Linked DNA regions of Mus musculus: region 2 is linked to region 1. The links are chromatin contacts, called in public Hi-C maps. All regions are on one chromosome and are shown on one strand. The core of a region is the stretch at or near the end of the contact, and the rest is flanking DNA. Distances in the headings are between cores, read along the strand shown.

What was found. Hi-C and Micro-C count contacts between places; a contact is called where the count stands out from the background.
Region 2: a contact with region 1 is called in a Hi-C map of Th1 cells, with 3 times the contacts expected there. The contact joins two enhancer-like sites. A contact is called at or near these places in 7 of 484 Hi-C or Micro-C datasets (the AML12 cell line, Th1 cells, bone marrow-derived macrophages and 4 more) and 4 of 115 datasets of contacts at active chromatin or transcription factors (CD8 T cells, embryonic stem cells, neural progenitor cells and 1 more).

What each region holds. Positions count from the first base shown.
Region 1 is chr1:82,876,388-82,880,787 of GRCm38.p6, reverse strand. Agfg1 (ArfGAP with FG repeats 1) reads right to left here. Exons shown (of 13, transcript NM_001368850.1): 6 at 661-780. Among named protein-coding and RNA genes, the nearest start is that of Agfg1, 39 kb to the right of the region's middle. Within about 2 kb of position 1,412, at least 24 of the 459 cell types and tissues checked have an H3K27ac peak or open chromatin away from gene starts, as enhancers often do. A contact at or near this core is called in Th1 cells and regulatory T cells, where this site is marked.
Region 2 is chr1:82,973,074-82,977,213 of GRCm38.p6, reverse strand. No RefSeq gene overlaps it. Among named protein-coding and RNA genes, the nearest start is that of Slc19a3, 63 kb to the left of the region's middle. Within about 2 kb of position 2,628, at least 41 of the 459 cell types and tissues checked have an H3K27ac peak or open chromatin away from gene starts, as enhancers often do. A contact at or near this core is called in Th1 cells and regulatory T cells, where this site is marked.

The DNA of each region.
Region 1 (4,400 bases), core at 163-2,662:
AAATTCACCAAAACTGCAGCTAGATGAAAGTACGCTAAATGCTGGACAGCCAGAAATTATGTAAAAGATGAAGGTTAAGGAAGGGGGAGAAGAAAATTGAAAGAAAAGCCTTTTAAGACAACACATACAGAGTTAAAAGTTAAAAGAAAAATAGTCAGCCAAAAAGCTAAATAAGGTTTCAACAGATTTCTGAAAACAGTACACTTTTACAGAAGAATTTTCAATGTTTGAAACCAATTCCTGCACAGAACTACTTCCACATTTAAAGCGGCCATTAATAATTTATACTTGACTAAACAAATACAACAATTTGCTGACCCATAAAATAACATTTCTATTTCTATGGAAGCCACCAACTAGCTTCCCTTAGCCTAAGACACAGCATGAGCCTTAGTCACGGTGTCTCATGTACTAACAACGTGTGGTGTTTCCAACCTCGGCGGATGGAGACTCGCAGGAGAGCATGTGCAGGAAAAGGAGGACAGGAGGTAACGCACAGCAGACAGAGTTCAGAGAAACAGACTTCAGGTTTCCCCAGAGCGTTGTAAGATAGAGCTACTTTAAAATTAGGTCATGAAAGAATTTAGTTTTTCAAAACTACACTTGGAAAATTTAGTTTTTGAAAGTAAACATTTAAGCACAAGGCTGGAGAGGCTCTACCTGTAGTCTGGGGCTGAAAAGAAGAGTGACTTGCTGTGGGGAAACCTCCAAAATTACTCGAACCACTAGACTGTCCAAATGCATCAAAGTTTGCAAAATCTGCATTTGCAGAATTCTGAGCTGTAAATGGCAAGGACAACATATGTTAATGAATATGAAAACTACAACTGAAAAGACATGACAAATGAATTTAAGAATTTCATGAAAATGTCAATGCAGTACAACTCACTTTAGAAAGAATTCATTTAAATGCTACCAGTATTAGCCCAATTAGTAATATATACTAAATACCCAGAAATCTCCCAAAGTTTTTGTAAAGGGATAATCTATTCATAGTATCCTTGAATTGTCACAGTTACAACACTATTCTAAAAGACTCTAGTAACAAAAGAAAGCTAATTCAGAGCCCTAAATATATTCCTCTTAGTAAACAAAACTGTGGATGTCATCCACAAATATTCTCATATATTCTCTCGCTCTCACTCTCGCTCTGCTCTGCTCTGTCTCTTTGCGACAGAGTTTCTCTGTGTAGCCTTGCCTGTCCTGGAACTTGCTCTGTAGACCAGGCTAGCCCCAATTTTTAAATTTTTAATTGTATCTACTTGTGTATAGATCAACAGAGGGCAGAAGCTGACTCAAGTGTATTCCCTGGCTGCTCTCTTCCTCCTCTCTTTTGAGGCAGGGCTCTTCACTGAGCCTGAGCTTCCTGTTTCCACAGGTGGGTCTGACTCACACCAATCTCCAGTCTCTGCCGCAGTGCTGGAGTCCATACACACCTCTGTCCCCAACTTTCACTTGTGTGCTGACTCAACTAGGTCGTGATGCTTACACAGCAAGCACTTTATTCAGTCACTTCCCCAGCCCAATATGTCACTTTAAAATGACAATGAGCTTGGTGAATCTGAAGAGTAATTTAAATACCTAAAATAATGATACAAAGACCTTTGTATCACACTAACAAAATACTTTTTTCTTTTTGTTTGTTTGTTTTGCTTTTGCTTTTAGCTTTAAGAAACAGGATCTCATTATGTAGCCTGTGTTGATCTCTCCCTCCCTCACGAACTCATTCATGTCTTAGCTTCTCAAGGTGTGTACTACCATGTCTAGCTTTCTGGTTTATCTAACATTCATAAATATATCACACCAGAGGCACATAAAACTGGAGAAAATTATATGCACACAAACACACAAAAAACCTGAAGATGTTTACATTCTTTTACAATCCATTTAAAATTCATTGGTAACTACAACTATGACAAAAACCTAAGATCAAAATTCTAGGCCTCTCTAAACTTTAAATACAATAATAAAATAATTCAAAAGCATTTTGAAAATGGAAATAAAACCAAAATATTATCATAAATCCATAATAAATGCATAGAGCTGGAAAGATAGCTCAAGGAGTTGAGAGCACTTGTTGCTCTTGTGAAGACCCAGATTCAGTTCCTAGCACCAACACAGTGGTTCATGACTTTCTGTAACTCCTGACTAGAGAGTTCAACACCCTCTTAGGGCCTCTGCAGGTACTGTACACATGGTACACAGACATCATGTAGGCAGCATACTAGTACACTAAAAATAAATAATAAAAAGGAGGGAAAAGGTGATAACCTCATTTCCTTGTTTGGTCAAAGAAGAACTCTGCTATATAGGCTACCTAAAGGAGAAGGGGAAATGTTCTCATTTGGGAGATTTTTGTAGATCAGCTAACACAGGAAAAAGAAACCTGATATAGACTTCAACAAGTGAAACTTGCAAATTTCTAACCCTCCTCGGGATCTGAACATGTAGCTTTAACTGACCTGGAACTTGCCATGTAGATAAAGCTGGCCTTGACTCAAGACCCACTGTTCTACCTTCCTTTACAAAGTCAAAAGGAAACAGACACATAGCTCTCTTGCCCAGGACACAGGTTCAACTATATTATGCACATGGTGCATACCCACCACCCTCTTCAGAAATCCATAGGCATCAGACATACAAGTGGCAACAATCATACATGGAACCAAAACACAAACACGCATGAAATAAATGTTAAAAGTTTTAAAACTTAACTGTCTCTTAAGCCCTAAGTTATAAGTCTCCTGGCCACATTCCCCTAACATAAACCCACAAACCTGTGACTAGCAGTCCCCATCCCTGCCAAGAAACATACAAACCTTCAACTGATAGGAATCTCTAGAATCAACTACTAACTTATAAGCAATACAAGAGAGAACTTTTAAAGGTTCTAGCAGGGGGCCAATTAACAAGTTCAGAACACTACAGAATTTGTAAAACAAGTAATCTACTTTCTCTAACAAATTACAGTGAAAAGGAAAAGGAACAACCTCTAGCAACCTAACCAACATTTCAGTTGCAAAGGCTATATTAAAAAAAAACTGATTCCAACAAATATATACAGACTGTGAGAGTAAGTATATGTGTTGATATCTATACCTAATACACAGTATATAGAGAAACACAAATCTCAACTGGAATGAAAATTCAAATACTGACTAATAAAATATTACCATTATTTAGAATGATTCTACCACTTACTGTGATATTTAACCATGAAAATTCTAGGGTTTGGGGCAATGACTCTGACTCAGCAAAGTAGCTAGTCTGGAAGCATGAGGACCTCCACAAATGCACAAAAGCATCTGTGTCACCAGTGCCTGGGGTAGAAAGAGGTGGGACCAGAGGCAAGATTCCTGGAGCTTACTGGCCAGCTAGGCTAGCCAAATGGTTAACATCAAATTCAGTGAGACCCTGTGTTAAAAATAAGTAGAGAGCTACATTAGAAGACACCTGATGCTGACCCATGGGTACTGTGCAGATATGCAAGAACAGGCAAAGCACACATTAGACGGAGGTACACAAAGTATTTATGTCTAAAATTTGTTTCAAAATCAGATGAGTGGAATGACAAAGAAAACAGTACTAGGCTCATGAGATTAATACTTAAGTTACAATACACATTTGCATTTGGTCATTTGTCAATTTCCATAATAAGAAGGTAGTATCTATATACATATTAATGTCTTGCCTCAGGCCATTCTGGTGGCATGGCTCAGTAGGTAAAGGCACCTGCCACTAAGCCTGAAAACCTGAGTTTAATTCTCAGGACACACATGGAAAAAAAAAAGAGTACTAATTCCTACAAGTTATCTTCTGACCTCTACACATCCACCATGGAGTGTACACACACACACACACACACACACACACACACACACACTCTCACCATAAAGTGTAAAAAAATTTTTTTAATATAATTCTTCTCCTACGTTATTTCATAAAAAGAAGTCACATTCCATGTTATACATCATTTCTTTTGTGATTAAAGAGTAGAAAGTACCAGGGTACATTTTAATGTATGGCCAGGTCATGGTGACACACACTTTAATCCCAGCACTTGGGATAAAGTTCCGAGTTCAAGGCTAGTCTGGTGTACAAGAATGAGTTCCAGGTCAGCCAGGGCTACACAGAGAAACCCTGTCTCAAAAACAAACAAACATAAAAAAGGACCTTGGTTTTATGCATGCCTTGGCTATGAAATTCCATATAGTAATCTCAGCACTCAGGCGGCAATAAGGAGAGCAAGTTCAGGGTCAACCAGCTTGGGCTACATAAGATGCTATCTAAGATAAGATATTCCCCTAAAAGTACCATGGTTGTATGTCTATATGCTATAATGTTCATGGATGATCTAAATTCCTCAGTGGACTACACTTATTGGTACTTAAGTATAACAA
Region 2 (4,140 bases), core at 1,379-3,878, 95 kb before region 1:
ACTCACTTTTTAAAAAGTGGAAAATACCTAAGGATTTGGAACAGAGCCCTTAGGAAGGATTGTCTGAATCTATTATGTCCAATTTTTCACTCCATTCTATTTTAGATAGACCATAGAATCAAAGAATATCATGTTTTGTGTGTCCCCTTAGAGTCATTAATTTTCCATAGATTTGAATCTTTAGTTCAGAGTCTGTGCCCATAGGCAGAACCCTGACTGATGAAATGAGCCCATGCTGTCTTTTGACAGTTAATGAATACACTTGCCATCCTCCTAATACAGGTTCAGAAATACCATGGACAGGATTGCTATAGCCACAAAGACATTTGGCTTTGATAAATGGCCAGCCTAGCCTAGAAAGTGAACTTCTGTTTTAATAAGAAAAGTATTTGAGGAAGAATCTGACATTGTCCTTGTTCTCCGCACTCATTGATGCAAGAGAGTGCATTCATACCTGTACATACAAAAAAATATATATACCACATACATATACCACACATGCACAAAAGAAGGGAGGTGTCCTAGTTAGGGTTTCTACTGCTGTGAAGCAATGCCATAGCAACCCTTATAAATAAAAACAAATTTAACTGGGGCTGGCTTACAGTTCAGAGATTTAGTCCATTATCATCATGGTGGGAAGCATGTTGTTGTGCAGGCAGACATGGTGCTGAGCAAAATAGACTTTAAAGCCCATCCCCACAGTGACACACTTTCTCCAAAAAAGCCACACCTACTCTGATAAGGCCACACCTCCAAACAGTGCCACTCCTTATGGCTAAACACTCAGACATGTGATTCTATGTAGGTCATTCCTATTCAAACCACCACAGGAGGAGGGAAGGAACGAAGAAAAGAAAAAAAAAAAGGAACAAAAATGAATGATGTCCTGTCTGAGCCTCTAGGATACGTTTGATGAGTCAGACACTGTGCTATTCCTGGGGGGATAAAGTTTGTCCCTGCTTTCGAGGAGTCTTTCAACTAACATCAAGATTTGCATATTGGAACATCAGTGCCTTCCAAAAGCATCCAAAGTACAGCTATGCTTATTGATGAAGGTGTAGAGTGTGCCATTCTGGGATGTGTTAACACGGGTAGTCCTCATAGTGTGGTATCATCTCTGCTTTGCAGATGAGGAGTCAGACACAAAGAGAGTCAGGCAGCTGCCAATGGTCCAGGTGTGTAAGTAGCAGAGGTGGCTTTGGGCCTGACTCACTGACTAGAGTGCCTTGCAATAAGATCTTACAGGAAATAGTCTGAACATCGGGAGTGGGCGGAGCTGGAATAGGTCAGAAAGGCTCCAGGAAGGAAGTGGTCAAGGACTGAGTTGTTGACCTTTCTCCTGGAGCTGTTGCCTTTCTATGGAGAGTCACTGTTCTTCATTTAGTCAGCCTGAGTCCTACCGTTGTAACCTCTCACTTCTCGGTCCTAGTAGAGATGTAAGCCCTTATTCCTGTTTCTAATGTTAGAAAACCATTTCTAAAAATATTATTATTTGTGTGTTTACATGAATGCTTGTGTGCATGTATGTGCATTGTGTTTGTGTGTATGTCTGTGTGTGTGTGTGCATGTGCACATGCATACAAGTGCCTTCAGAGGCCAGAGAGAGTATTAGACCCCCTGGACCTGGAGTTACCAATGCTGTGAGCCACTTGACATAGGTGCTGGGACCTGAACTTAGATCTTTTGCGGAAGCAAGCAGCCCTCTCAATCACTGAGCCATCTCTCTAATCCCCTAGAAAGACTCAAGCTTCTTTAGATGTCGGGCAGTTCTCTTTCTGGGGGAAAAAAAGGTGTTAAAATCAAATAGGCATGCCTAGATAGGTGATACTTAAATTAAGTTAGGATACTGATGCTGAGCCAATGTTCGCTTCTAGAATAATGTTTAAGAATGAACCTGGACCTCTGGAAGCTTTCAGACACTAAGCCACCAAGTAGGCAGCAAACACAAGCTGTTCCAAGGCCCCCGACACGTATCTAGCAGAAGACTGCCTGGTCTGGCCTCAGTAGGAGAAGATGTGCCTAATCCTAGAGAGACTTGAGGCTCAAGGAAGGGAGAGGCCTTGTGGTGGGGGAGCACTCTCTCAGAGATGGGAGGGAGGGATGGAATAAGGAGCTGTGTGAGGACGGGACCAGGTAGGGGAGCAACAGCTGGATTGTAAATAAATACGTAAATACATAAATGCATAAATAAATACATAAATGACTAAGGGGTCTACCTGTTCTGTAAATCTTCACCCCCAAAAGCTTTTTATTCACATTTAAATACTCGTTAAAATAAGGTTCTGTGTCATCAGCAACATGGGAAGGAGCTCCTGCCAGCAGCACAAAGCCCAGGCTTACTTAGCAATGTCTGTTGATGCTTCGTCTCCAGTTTAAAGTCTCCAAAGGACGGCCCTGTCCTAAGACCTCCTCATCAGACACATCCCTGGAACTTTTGCTTCCCTAACTCTAAAAAAATAAAAGCCTCTCGTGATATCACACTTATATGCCATTGTCATTGGTAAGGACCAAGAACACAGTTCTATCAGTCAGCGAGCGATCTTCGGTCATCCCCATGGTTGCAGAGGAGTACAGGGGACCGGAGAGGCCCCACATAAGAGGGCGGGGCAGTCAGAGCGTAAACACGGATGTCTGCGCAACTGGCTGTTTATCATGTACCCTGGAGTCCACTGGTGACCACTTTATCCTTACTTCCTTACAGCCGGATAACTGATACTCATTTTATCTCACAGGAAACAGGTGGAGACATTGAGTGACCTATGGTGGCCTCAAAAAGGGCTTTCAGGACTGAAGGTTTCCAGCTAGATGCTGGACTGACTCTTCAAGCCCCTCCTGAGTTCAGCTTGGTTAATGTCCATCAGAAGAGCCATAGTTAGGAAGTTGTTTACATACTTGCCCGTACAGTCTTTCTATTCCCAAGATATTCTATTCCTCACGTTTTGTCACCTTTGAGATAATTTTTAAAGGAGTCTGTGGTAGGTAGCTGGAGATGCAGGCGCAGACACAGTTATGTGATCTGATACACATCGAGCTCTAAAGGAAGAGAAGGCAGAGCTAGGAGCCGCCTTTGAAGCAACCCGGCATTGCACGTGTTTTCCTGACATCAAATGAAGCTTTGAAGTTATTTATTTTAATGTCAAGTTGTGCCACACCCCTCTAGCTATTGACATTGTCAGGGCCCATTGTTGCATTGGTACTCTGGCTTTCCTTTCTTAGTCACTTGACTCCTAGAATCCCATTTTAGAATTCAGTTCCTACTAAACTCATTAGCATCCTAAGTACTGGCTTCTAGAGATAAGGAAGGAGACCCTCTTCTATCCCATAAAATGCTGTCATCTCCGGGGAATGTGCAGAAAAGCAACTAGCTAAAACCTTCTGATTCAAATATTCTTTAGTCTCTTTGTAATACCAAGAACCCTGATTAGTGTCAACTTTTTAGGCAAAACCAAATAGATCTGCTGCTGACATCAGGCCTCCTACATTTAAGCCACATTTTTAAGAAAGCAAGCCAGAACTATAGGAAAGTCACGAATTGCGTGCCCAGCTCAGAGCAAGGAGCACATTATTAGTAAACGTACAGTGTATGTCATAAAATGAGTTTGTCCTAGGGATGTGCTGGATAGCTACAAACATGTGCCCAGTCAGATCAGGACTGAAGTCAGTGTCTCCTATCCTCACACACTGGCATTCTGTCTGGAGAAGGCTTTGTTGTGAGGGCTGTTTGCTGTCCTGAGAGAGGAAGAACCATACAATCAATCACTATAAACCACTAGAGGCCAGCATGTGCCTGGTCATGACAAGTGTGTCTTCAGATATTGCCATGAAAATGAAAATGCAAACAAACAAAAAACCCTGATTGAGAACCATGATATTAAAGTTAGGGTTAGACTGGAACTAAACATTGTTTTTACATAATTCTTATGATAGTGTAGTAAAACTATAAGTCAATTTATCAAAACTTTCCCTACTAAGATGAATGGGGTTTTTTGTTTTGTTTGTTTGTTGTTTTACATTGTTGTTGTTCGCTGTTATCGTTGTTGTTACTGTTGTTATTATTATTATTATTATTATTATTATTATTATTATTAGAGGTGGTGGTGGTGTTGTGTGTGTGCATGTATGTGTGTGTGACATGCACAG